Regions from separate parts of the Danio rerio genome. Here region 1 is linked to region 2. The links are chromatin contacts, called in public Micro-C maps. All regions are on one chromosome and are shown on one strand. The core of a region is the stretch at or near the end of the contact, and the rest is flanking DNA. Distances in the headings are between cores, read along the strand shown. Region 1 holds the start of pgap2 (post-GPI attachment to proteins 2). Region 2 overlaps stim1b (stromal interaction molecule 1b).

Region 1 (7,372 bases), core at 633-3,132, 130 kb before region 2:
TGAGAGTTGGAGGGCATCTATAGACTGGGCCAAGAGACCCTGATATCCAAACTTAAACATTCCCAAAATCCCAACTCTCATCAGTCTAGAAACGTCACACTTTTCCTCCAGAAACCAAGGTGCAGGTTAGGGTTTTGTTTTGACTTCTCAAAGAAAAGGCAGAGGATGAAGCTGTCATGTTTTTTTTTTTTCCTTCAAAAGAAAATAAATTATATTTTGACATACAATCAGAGCCCATTTCAAATACACAGTGAAGCATTTCTCATGAATTCAAGCAATGTGATCCGATTGCCTTTTAGCAATACTTTTTTTTTTTAATCCAGTCATGACTCATGTTTTATCATTATCACTGTGGATTTGATGATGTGAAGAAAATAATGGTGTGTTTTTTTACAAGCATTATAATATCCACTCACACATACTGGACCTGGATGGATCAGTGCTTTATCTTACACAGTCCCGAAAAAGAATAGCACATAATGTAGCCAATGTAATAATGCTCCCTCAAATGAATGGTTCACATTCCCTAAATACATGTGGTCAGTGAAACATACAAGAGCAGCATTGTATGTTGAATAAAAGTTGTTGTTTTTTTTTATATCAGATTGGGTCTAGAAATTTGTATTTCCACCATATGACATCTTTATTTAAAATAACACAAACATTTTGTTAATTGTTACTGAAAAAAAAAATAATAGAAATGATCTGAAATACTTAGCGCAAAAATGTTCTCATCATTTTTTTAAATGATTTCAAAACCTTTGTGTATATACGATCATCAACGTTTGAAGTGGATCAAAAAAGTTTTTCAAAGTTGTCCTTAGACACGAATGCCTATTGTTCATTAGTTTTAGGACAACTTTGATGAAAGATTTTGATCCACTTCAAATGTTGACTACACTATACAGAAGTCAACATTTGAAGATGATCAAAACAGTTTTTAAAAATTATCCTAAGACAAGAATGTGACTATTTTCAATTTCACAAGGTTGTTTTTACAGCATCGCTGTTGTAATGTAATTGCAATACAGTCAGTTAGCATTCATTTAGTTGTTCAAGTGTAAATCGAGATGAAAGACCGTTGTAATCACTAGTGCTGTCAGCAACAGGCTAGTGCAGAAATTCCATTGAAAATACTGGGGTAAAATAATTTGTCATTTTAAAGACATGGAAAGTGGATTTTAATGCAGTGCCTCTTGTACGATCTGAGACCCACTTTAATTTGTATATCTAATAGGCAATGAAGAGCACTAATTTTTAAAGAAATCAGATCTTAAACTTCACAATTTTGTAATGGAAAGACAGTTCACCAGAAACCCTTATGGGCTCCCTGGCTGAAAATGTAAAGTCTGTGTGCATATAGCCCATTGTGTTTGTAACAAGATGTTTGAGAAGCTGACGACAGTCTTGGTAATTTGGTTACCAACATTAAATAATTGAAGGCAATCATAATGGAGACACTACTGCAATTAGTAACAATAGGATTTAATGCCAGCTATGGCCATGTTTATTTGGTTTGAATGCGATTCTGTTTAGTTATTTACATTGATTGTTTTCGTTTGTACAAGCCAAAAATCACCAAAAGCAGGCATAACAACTTTTTTGCAGTTTAAGGTTGTTTTTGGGCATATCAATCACACATCTGATGCTAAATTTAAAAATGTGCATTAAAATAGGATTATGGAAAAACTACATTGGGTACTCCTTTCTAACATTCTTCATAATATATATTTTTCGTGTTTAACAAAAGAAAAACAGGTTGAATGAAAAAAAATCATTTTGGGGCGAACGATCCCTTTTAAAAACACCACGAGGACTTTGATTTTGAAATGTAGATTCCGCGTGACCGGATGTTTCCACGAATCATTCACATCCAGTCGGAAAACTTAGACATTTTAACCAAATTAAAACATTAACGACTTGTTTATTAAACGCAGCTTAATCCAGAACTCCTCTGTAGTTAAACCAACGCCACAAATTTAAAGTTTCAGTATATTTCGCAAAGCATGTTAACGCTAAGTACTTCAGTGATAACCAGCAGCGACTTTAAATCGGTTTCAGTTTCAACTTAAGCTAATTGTCAGACATGTAAGGTTAGTTCAGAGACTAGGTTGGAGCCATGGGCTACAGGGAGTCTGTCTGTCGCTTGTGACACATCAGGGGATGTAATTAGTCCAGGGAAGATGCAACAGGTCCCGTACGGTTCTGTGGATCGAGACAAGCCTCTGATCCGCGTGCCGTTCACCCGGCTAGCGGTGATTACGGTGTGTTTGCCTCTGCTCGGCCTCGTCGCCTGTATCGTGCTGGCGATGCTCTACCACTACAATGATGCCACATATACACACTGCCAGGTGAGAAAACGGGCACACACACGTCCCTGGACATTGGGATGAAGTTGTTTTTGCATTCGCACATTCATTTATTCATTCATTCAGTGAACAGTGTTGTACTTTGAGAGTGTTTGGCTGCTAGTATGATTTCCATATTTAGAATTTGCTTAGCATACTATTCTGAAACTATATTATTGAGCAGAAAGTCTTAATGTGCGAATACAAAATCAACCCGTAGCCTGTCTGGCGTGGTTCTTTTTTTTTTTTTTTTGCCCCAACTATGAGGTTTAAATACTGCTTAAATACTTTTAATGACGTTTAAAGCACTCTTTTTATCTGCACTCGCTTGTCGAGTGGTCAGCATTATCCCACTTTTTATTTTTAATGTACCAAAATATTTCCTAAAGATTTAGAATAAAAAAGTGTAAAAAAAAAAATTTGATTGTGTTATTGTTAAAATACAAATTTATCCCATCATATATCATTAGATGGGAAAATTGAATGTTACGGCTTTGGGTAAATTGTTTTGTAAATTAAGTAAAAGAGATTGTCGTTTATTGGGCAAATAACAAACTGGCCATCACATTCAACTTTCCCGTCAGAATTTGTCCACTCGAATAATAAATGCCATAACATGTTTTCGACCGATACATTTTCGGTGGTGGAAAATTCGGTGCATCTCTAATATCAGCACGCTTTTCCCATTGTTTTTACATTTCTTCTGTGTGATGGGCTCCTTGATTATTATAGAGTAAGAAAAGTCCAGAGCTTAATGTTGTTATTGACATAAATTTTCACGATTCGATATAATATCGTTTATCATCCCAGCCCTAAAGAATAATATGTGGAGCTTCCTGATTTTTCTAGCCTCTCTTGTAAAATGTACATTTGAAAATTCATGGAAAACAACAATAGCCTAATTAGTGTTAAAATGTAATTTTATAATCTTCAGAATTAAAGTTTTTAATGATCGTTTTTTGTCTTTGAAGACTAAGGTCTAAGATTTAGAATAAAAGTTACTTGTAAAATGTTTTTACTATTTAACAACACATTAGGTCAGTAGTGAAAGATAACTTCACTTTCGTCAGTTTCTTCTCAGTCTTAAAGCCTTCTTCAATAACATATTTCCACAATTTATGATGGCAAAATAGGACAAATGAGCTCATGTGTGGGACAAATTCTGGACCTTTGTCAAAGAGGTGTGGGTCTTAACCACCAGAAACCACCCCTGGCAACGGGCCTAAATAGTGTTTCTGAACCATACTGTTGTAAAGTACTTGAATGAATTTGTTGTAATAATGTTATAGTTGATGTGGTAATACAGCTCGTAGGGTTGTGACGATGAGGAAGTTTCCCCACCGGTTAATCGACATGTGACAAGACCGGTTATACCGTTATCACAGTCGGAGTGGGAATTTCCTCTTTTTCTCTTTTTCCTGCTTTTAAATAGCTTATGAATGCGTGCGTATAATATTTTCAGTTTTGCAGGAATTGCCAATTCGGCGTCAATTGTTTGAATGGACAAGAGGAAACTACAAAAAAAATCACTGTTATTAAACACATAACTTTTATTAACATAACGAAAAAACACAACAATGCTATAGGCTGAAAAAACTGTGGAAGTTGGAATCAAACAAATAACAACCATAAAAACCTAACGTATTATATAATAATAGCTTAGTCCTCATGAACTTTCCGTTTATGAACACATTAACAAACCTATAGGCTATTGAAGAATAAACCGAATATGAAATGTGATCCTTGCATAATGATCAAAACTAAACAAGCTAGCACTCATTTTATATATAAACTAAATAAAAAAAGAAATGTTAAGAAATTGAACATTATGTAAAACAATTTAAAGACTACAGGCTAAATAAAAGTGCCTCGTCAGAGCTAAACATCACCGCACATGTGTCCGTTTACAGCTTCTGCAAAGATCAGACAGCCTACAGATCACACAATCTCAATAAACAACATGTAAATGTATAAATATTTCGATAAGTATTGTTATGGAATGTTTATAAGTATATGATCTTGCTTTTTTGGTTATATTGATTCCAGCTTTGAGCTCTCTCTCACAAGCGGCAGTTGACAGGAGCTGCATAAGAGCATTGTACACTACTCAGTGGCGGAATACACACAGCAAGACGTTTTATTTTTAGTTTTATTTGTTGCCGATTTGCGTGTTGTTCCTTTTTAAAAATACCTTTTATTTTTAAAATCTCTCAAGTTAATGTTGTCTATCGAGTAACATAATCTCCCTCAGATCAGATCAGTTTGGTGCGCAGTAAGACTATGACCAACACCGGCCTGTTAACACACTGCATAGACTGTAGGTCTACAGCTCTGGTGTGTTATGAATTGTATGTTTTAAATCACAGCGAGACATGCTACGTTTAGTTTTATTTGTAACATATACATTACCCAGTACACAATAAAATAATATTTTGAATGGCTTGTCTATTAGCGACGTATATATCTGTTAAGTTTAAATAGGCTGAGCATATTTTCATTAATATTAAAACACATTAATAAAAACTAGCCATCCTTTGATTTTTTTTTTCGTTTACGTATATTTTTATCAAACGAAAAATGCAATAAATTGTTTATTTTGGTTTTCTTTTTATTAGAATTAATATCATTAATAGGCTACACAACTCCTACATAACATTGGCTTCAATTGTGTTTTGACAGATATCCTACAAATAGTCTTTTTTTGGCTCAAAGACATTTATGCCTGTTAATTTCAGTGCTGTATTTTGACAAATTTCGCAAAGGCTTTAGCTTTTCCACCTGTCAGCAGCACTAAGCCTCAGTTTTGCAACTTAACTTGTGGCGTCTTGATGTCTGACAGAGAGAGAGAGATGAGGTCAAACCTCAGATTCGATGTGTGGCCGCACGTCACAGTTACTTTATTGCAATTTTTAATATTGGCTCATCTAAATGAACTTTTCATTCGATTAAAAGATGAAATATTGCCAGACAGACAAAGCAACTTTCGGTTTTTGAAGAGAGCAGCCTCAGTGATAAAAGATGCGCGCACAAACAGGATAGCCTACCCTCTTGTCGGCCTATTCTTTATTGATTTTTTAACATTAAACACATAATCAAGTGCAAAAAACAAGAGCTGAACTTCGGGAAAAGTGCTCACTGCTGTTGCCGCAATGGTTGCTTTGTTTCTCTGCAGTTGGATTGTCAATGGCGCGGCATTGCTAAATCACTCTTGTTTTAATAAAAAATAAGATATTTGTTATAATTTTATAAAAATCTTATTCTTAATAAAAAAAATAAGATATTTATTATTAATCATTGTGAGATGATGGTAGCGTGATATTTAGAATGAGAGTATGCGTTGTGTATTTATGGCCATTGATCTACCCGCGACCCACCCATAGGTGTCACTGTGGAAGAGTGATGTCACCGGTGTTGCGTCTTAAAACCGTTATCACCGTCAACACCGTCTATCGTGGCAAGCCTTCTCTATGGTAATATAAATAAATTACCCAGTGCTGTCGTTTCCTCCAACTAACTAGAGAAAATATTATACTATAACTCAACAGTTTACTGTAGTAAAAACTAAAGTATACTGCAGTATTAATTACAGTTTTTCAGTTCATTTTTACTTTTGTTAATACTATAAAATGTAAAAAGTGATTATAGCTATTATTCACTTCAAAAGCACTATAGTATTTGCTATTAATTCCAAATGTTATTTTTCAAGTATACACATAAAACATAAAAAACTGATATAAATTTTCTGAGAATACCTTGTTAAATTTCATTCAGTGTTAACAGTCGAACTCTTCATTGGCATATTTAGAACAATACATATTCAATGGCATAATAATAACAGACTCTGACAGCCTCAGATATAATTTTTTTATATTATTTTGTCATTTTGAATCTTTGTAATTTCTTACTGTCTTTTAAACCACTAGATTTTACCCTTTTAGTCACTGAAAATATAATCAAATGTATTTTAATTTAATTTTAACCTAAATGTTCTCAAAATTATTTAAGTCGTTGAAGCAGACACTTTTATATGAATTCACTTATCACAAAAGGTTTTTAAAAAGTGATTGGAATTAAATAAGTGATGTGCAAGATGTGGTTTTATCAACATCATTACAACAAAAATAGATAATACCAATTAAAAGGATAAGAGTTTGCTCTGTGTAGAACAGAAATGATTAATTATTTTTTTAACATTTTACAAAGCTTCATTATGGATGTGATGTGAATTTGTGAAAACAAATAAAATAATTTGAAAACATTGAAGACAATTTTGAGTATTTCCACAGCACTGTATAGTACAAGTCTAAACAAAGAACTTTTGTAAAAACTCAATTTTTTTTTGAGAAAATTTGATCCATTTGCATGGAAATAGCTGAAATTCTTTAATTTAAGCTTGAATTGTATGTTGATTTAACAGAAACTCTCCTTGCATAGTTTTTTTTTTAAATGGAGATTATTAGAATTAAAATGTTGACTATTCTGACTTAAAAGTCATCAGACGGACACAACTATAAGATCTAGATACTTGAAATTGCTCAACTTTTAAAAATAATTTTATATTTTCTGATATGCACAGCAAAAATTTATATTTTGATAATTTTTTTTAACAATGGTTACTTCACATACAAAAGTCAGACAGCCTCTTGGGCATAGGTCTCAAACTGGATTCCTGGAGGGCCACAGATCTGCACAGTTTTTCTCCAACCCTAATCAAACATAGCTTATCCAACAAATCAAGTTTTTCAAGACTACTAGAGACATTAAGAAGTTGTGAGTTGGAGCTAAAGTATGCAGAGCTACAGCCCTCCAGTAATTGAGTTTGAGACCATTGCTCTAGGGCAGTGGTTCTCAAACTTTTGTACACGTACCACTAGTGACATGTAGGCTTCCTTCTTGTGGTACACAGAGAAATACTGAATAATGAAAGAATTTATATATATATATATATATATATATATATATATATATATATATATATATATATATATATATATATATATATATATATATATATATATATATAC
Region 2 (6,438 bases), core at 1,212-3,711:
GCTCACTTGAGCCTCTGAAATATTACTTCAGAGGAGCCTGTACTTTATTTCCAATACAGCAACACATGCCCTATACTGACAAGAAGGAACTGTAAAATAAAGTCCTTCGTTTTGCAGGTATCAATGGTTTAGAACGACGTGAGTGTGAGTACTTAATAACAGAATTTTGATGTTTGGGTAAACTCCCCTTAACTCTTTTCCATTGAAGTAGCACTTTCATGATATACTGAAACACTCAAGGTAACTTCAAATCCAACAGTGCCTTATTTAAAAACCCAAACCAGGAACTTGTGTGTCCAGTAGAAGTGTTGTTTTTTATTTCCTACTATCTTTGTCTGTTCAGGTCAAAAGACTCTAGCAGGGTGATGCAAGCATCCCTTGAAAGTCCTTAAATGGCAAAAGGACGGGCAGCACTGTTGCTGAATCCCAGCTTCAGACAGTCACACTATCTCGCTGCACGCTCAGTTCAGCTGGCGCCCGCTGCGCCGAGGCAGAACAGAAAACCCGTCTCTGTCTTTTTTCAGAGGTCACAGGTCTCGGAGAAGCTCATGATTCAAACTTCCTTTCTTTACGGTGCATTAATTTAAAGCAATGGCCTTATAAGGAAGAAGGATGTAGATCGGTGTATTAGTTTGTTGGAGGAAAAGCTGTGGCGGAGGAATGTTTGTTGAGTGCGGTGTGATTAAGTCACTGTGCAAGTATGGCCGGTGTTACGGCGCAACACATTGATCTGTGTGTATGTGTGTGTGGCATTTCTGTCCTGTCCTTCACTCTAAATCCCCTTTGGAACAGAGGTCAGGACACCTCGTTTACACTTTGATCCACATCACGCAGTCCAGTTTAATACAAGTGGTGCTTATATCTATCTGTCTCGCTTTGAGTCTGTCTATCTATCTATCTATCTATCTATCTATCTATCTGTCTGTCTGTCTGTCTGTCTGTCTGTCTGCCTATCCATCCATCCATTCATTCATCCATCCGTCCGTCTGTTTATCTGTCTATCTGTCTATCTATCTGCCTACTTGTCTGTTTGTCTGTCTGTCTGTCTGCCTGCCTGCCTATCTGTTTGTTCGTCCATCTCTGTCTGCCTGCCTATCCATCCATCCATCCATCCATTTATCCATCCATCCATCTGTCCGTCCATCTGTCTGTCTGTCTGTCTATCTATCTATTCATTCATCCGTCCGTCCATCAATCTGTCTATCTGTCTATCTATCTGCCTACCTGTCTGTTTGACTGTCTGTCTGCCTGCCTATCTGTCCGTCCGTCTCTGTCTGTCTGTCTTTATCAAAACATCTTTCTGTCTATTTATATATCTGTCCATGTGTCTATTCATCCATCCATCCACCCATCCATCCATCCATCCATCCATCCATCCATCCATCCATCCATCCATCCATCCATCCGTCTGTCCTTCCATCTGTCTGTCTGTCTGTTTCTGTCCAAACTATCCTTGTCTGTTTATCTAGATATCTGTTCATCCTTCTGTCTTTCTGTCTACACATTTCCTCTATCTCTTGTCTATATATAAATGTCTATCTATCTTCTAGCCTGTCTATATCTTTCTGTCTCTGTCAAGCTTTCTTTTTGTCTCTCTGTCTGTCCACATGTTGCTTCTGTCTGTCTATATATATATATATATATATATATATATATATATATATATATATATATATATATATATATATATATATGTTTGTCTGCCTTTTCTCTCTATTTGTATGTATTGTTTGTTTCTGTCTTATAAAACAATCTTTCTGTCTATCTATTTATCTGTCCATCCATCCATCTGTTCATCTGTCTCTCTCTACTCTTTTCTTCTGTCTCTTGTCTTTATCTTTCCGTCTCCTTTCTGTCTCTATCTGTATCTGTCTGTCTCTGTTTATATGTCTGTCTACCCAGTTTCTTTCCTCATAATTTCGTGTAGCTGTTGTTTGTAGTTCATTTTCTTCCTTTTCCATTTATCTACTGCTCCCCTTCCTAATTATTAAGTGTTTGTAATGTTCTTGGCCACTGTCATGTCAGTGACAGTTTGATTTATACTTCACTTCCTGTTTGAACTGGGACTACATCAGCATGAGAGAAGCCTTTATAACCCACTCCTCTTATTATCCTTCCACCCCCTGTTATTTCTCCTTTCTCTTTGACTAATAAAGGACAAAAGCAATCGGCTGAAAGTCTAGAGAAGACAACACTGTATGAATATATCCCAGATAAGATGATTTCAATTATTTTAAATTGAATCAGATACTCCAAGACTTGAAAGTGGATCATTTTAGTCACATGAACGCAGCTAAATTTAGCCGTCTGGATCTTCCAGTGTGGAGGATGAATTTCCCTGTAACACTGTAAGGACGTTTTAATACAGAATTACCACACCGAACAGGCCACATCTTGTTCGGAGAAGGAAGAGGTGTGGTTGAATCTTGCAGACCCAGTTGCCTTTTAATTCTCACTCATTTATGCGGTACGCCACCTGCAGGTAAGTAGGTGGTACTGCATTCACCAGGTTTAGCAAGAAGTGAACAGTGGTTCATCCAAAGCAGTGTTTCCCAATGTAAGGGTCGGGACCTCCCGTGAGGTTATGGGACAAGGAGCGAGGGTCGCTTGGTAATTTCCAAAAATTAAATTCATTTTATTTAAACTAGTAGACTTAACCTACAGTAGAAAAAAAAAATAATAGTTACATAAAGCAAATAAAAAGCCATCAGCCTTTCGACCCCAGGGGTGATAACGTTATATTAAAGACAAAGCAATAGTGTCAGATGCAACAGATTGCTTTTATGGCACTAGGTTAAACTTTCTGACCTCCTTACGGCACTCATGTATATTAAAAATAAATTCAGGCTAATACTAAACATGGAGAATGGCCTTCGAGTGGCGTTCTCCAACATTAATCCATGAATAGACTTGGGCCTATTGGCATGTGTGCACCATTGTGTGCAAGGTTTATATCTTTATAACCACCTCAGACGATATTGGGGGTTGCGAGCCACTGGCATGGTTATTTTTGGGGGTCATGAATTGAAAAGTTTGGAAACCCCTGATCTAGAGCATACTGTAGGTCTCAAACTAGATTCCTGGAGAGCCACAGCTCTGCACAGTTTTGCTCCAACCCTAATCAAACACAGCTGATCCAACTAATCAAGGTGTTCTAGACTACTAGAGACATTGTGGTTGGAGCTAAACTATGCAGAGCTGCAGCCTTCGAGGAATTGAGTTTGAGACCATTGATCTATAGATTGATCATGTGTTTGTGTTCAGGCTGCAGATTGCACAGGAGGAGCATCACACGGTGGAGGAAGAGAAGGTGAACCTGGAGCGAGAGATGCGGAGCGAGATTGAAGCAGCCAAGGAGGAGGCGCAGAGACTCCGAGAGCTGCGTGAAGGAACGGAGAACGAGCTGAGCAGACGGAAATATGCAGAGCAGGAGCTGGATCAGGTACAGCACCACAAGTACTTAAAGACATCGTTCTCCCAAATCGTTCTCTCATTTATTTACGATTTACTGGCATTCAAGTGGTTTCAAACCTTTAGAAGTTTCTTTCTTTTTAGTTTAGGTTATTTGTTTACAGGGGCAGTCCACAATAACCATTACTGCAAAATGGGCCAGAATTAGCTAAGTATGGCTATTTTTCATCTGTAGACTCTTGACAGAATGTTCAAAAGTCACAACTAAAAATAGAAACAAAGCATAATAACACAAAATACACACATACACATATTCATACATACACACACACACACACACATACACACATACATACATACATAAAATATGTAAAAGACAAGGAGATAAAGTAACAAAAAAATATGGCAGCAGGAGATGACATTCTGTTGAACACTATTCTGACACCAAACACCAAAGAAGATATTGTGAAGAAAGCTGGATACCTGTAACCATTGACAAAGGAACAAACACTATGGAAATCAATGGTTACAATATGTTTTAGCTTTCTTCAAAAATGTTTTGTGTTCAACAGAAGAAAGAAACTCTAAATGTATTTCAGACATGCAGATTAGGCATGTTTACACTATAAATTGACCTCTATTGATTGGTAAGCCCCACCTCCTTTAGTTACTGACACAAACCTGAACAAACAGTTGCTCAGGGCTGTTTTAAAGAAAGAAATACCACCTCTTGAGTATTCAAGTGGGAATTAAATATGCCATAGAGAGCTATATAACAAAATTACAAATAAATCTGGTAGATGACAAAATAATTTTTTTAGTTTAGATCTTTTTTGTCTTTAGCTAATGTTAATACTGCCTGTCTAACTTACTTAAGGCAGTGTTTCTACAGAACTATTGAAATTTTATAGCTTTTATCACAAATTGTTTTTTGACTTGACTTTGACCTGAAAACAAATGTATGCATTCTTGTTGATCTTCTAGATGTTAAGATGATTTGTTTGTGTTTAGGAAATAGTATAAAATAAATAAAAATGTCAACCTAAAGATGTCTGAGACCTGGCCTAAACTTACTAATAGGTCAATTGTAAAATTTAGGAAATCTCTCTAAGGATTTCCTAAGTAACTTCTGTGAAAAACAATTGCTTACCTGGAAACAGTTAAATAGAGTTTTGGGACAATATTGTAATAAAAAAAAAATGGAAAAAAAATGGCAGGTAAAAAAAAACTTATTAATTAATTAAAAGAAAAGAGAATAATAAAAATGAAAAAACTTTCTCTTCTCTGCGTCATCATAAATTTTAGTAAATAATGTTAATGTAATAATTGGCATTAGACGTTATATTACAAACATTGTCATATGAGTAATTTAATAGAGCAGAGAAAAATCAAATAGGCCTTTTTTGAAGTTTCTGTGTCTAGAAGAAAAACACAAGGGGACTGCATATGCAGGGTATTTAGATAGATAAGCTAATACTTTCTAAAACATTTTAGCACTTCCTCAAATATGTTATATTATTATAAAAGGTCATTTATTGGTTTAAAGGGTCTCCAACAACAGTTTGATCTGCATGCAGGGTAAAAAAAACACTTTTATTGTCTTATATTATATATATTTATTTTTACCTAATTATCCCAACAACTCCCATATGATTCACGATTATTTGTTCCCAAACCCCTCCCTTGCGTGATGCTAATTGGTCCGTGCTGATCGGTCCGATGGCAAAATCTGTTGTGATTGGTCAACTGGGTTTAGTGCAAGACAGAGAGAAAGGCCCATCCTGATTACAAGCCACGTGGTGCAATTACAACTAACAACATACAATTAAATACATGTTTTGGTTTCTTATAACTACAGAAACCGAGGCAACCATTTTAATCACACTTACAGCTTGTGTTGGAAGGAGAAACACTTACTGGATCTGGAGGAAGTAGAAACTGGTCCATACAAACTGTGTAACAGTTACTGATGTAAGGCTTGAAGATTACGCTGCTATTCTGAACCAATAATCGGAAACAGAAAGCAGTTGAAGGATGGCATGTTTAAATCAATTATTTATCTGTCTCCATTGTAATTGATCTGATCCATTAAAGTTGTTATCATCATTGATAAAGAGAAAGAATCTCAATGCTTTAAAGCAGGCAAAGATGTTTATGAAGTTATATGTTTAAATATACAGACAATTGAATGAAACAAACTAACAAGCTGCGTTAAGAAATTTAGCTGTAACATATACACAGCTGAGCAACAAAGACAGTGAAACTGCCTTTGTTAGCATATGAGGCTACACAGCGGTGTGCGGGAGACGCAGAGTAAAAGCCATTCTACCAGATCAACAGTTACCTTTCCTTATTATACCCTGAGCAAAGCATTGTCAAACATGAGTGAAAGCCAACCCCCAAAACCAGCTGAACATGAGAGCAAAGTTAAGGAGATAAAGTGGGGGAGAAGAACATTAACATGCTTTCAGCATTAGTAAATATATTGTATATTGAAATACAATTAATCAATAGCCCCTTTCACACAGTGATACCGGTAAATATCTGGAAAATTTCCGGAACGACTTTACCGGTATATTCAAAAAAGCGCTGTTCACACAGGCGAGGACGTTACGGATTTTTTCCAGAAAAGACCGTTCACACATTCATTCCAAAATACCGGTTAATTCTGACATCATTCATCACAAATGAGCTTAAAACGGCTGCGCTTGTATTTGTAAACATTTGACTACATTACAAACTCTGTGGATGATCAGTATTCTGAACAACTTCGATGAAAATATATGGAGGATCACTTTCGCATGTCGAGATGCTCATAATATGTGTGTGCAGGCGCTCACAGGCTGTTTCACAGGCACACGCAAAGCTTGAAGGTAAACAAACAGCGGCTTATCATAAGTATTTTATTGATGATTATTTACACAGTTGGCATTAAGAAGAACATATAAACATGACCTGACTAACTTCTAGCAGCTAAATGCGTCTTAGAAAATATTCAAAGGCTTTTATTCTCATAAACCGCGCGGA

The links. Hi-C and Micro-C count contacts between places; a contact is called where the count stands out from the background.
Region 1: a contact with region 2 is called in a Micro-C map of caudal fin, with 2.7 times the contacts expected there. The contact joins the promoter of pgap2 here to the enhancer-like site in region 2. A contact is called at or near these places in 2 of 18 Hi-C or Micro-C datasets (caudal fin and hematopoietic stem cells).

What each region holds. Positions count from the first base shown.
Region 1 is chr21:33,652,828-33,660,199 of GRCz12tu, reverse strand. It overlaps pgap2 (post-GPI attachment to proteins 2), which reads left to right and starts at 1,882. Exons shown (of 5, transcript NM_001013544.2): 1 at 1,882-2,351. The coding sequence starts at 2,184. ncbp3 (nuclear cap binding subunit 3) reads left to right here. Exons shown (of 13, transcript NM_200143.1): 13 at 1-227.
Region 2 is chr21:33,528,479-33,534,916 of GRCz12tu, reverse strand. It overlaps stim1b (stromal interaction molecule 1b), which reads left to right. Exons shown (of 14, transcript NM_001202541.1): 9 at 3,265-3,442. Among named protein-coding and RNA genes, the nearest start is that of slc6a7, 64 kb to the right of the region's middle. Within about 2 kb of position 2,461, at least 18 of the 62 cell types and tissues checked have an H3K27ac peak or open chromatin away from gene starts, as enhancers often do. A contact at or near this core is called in caudal fin, where this site is marked.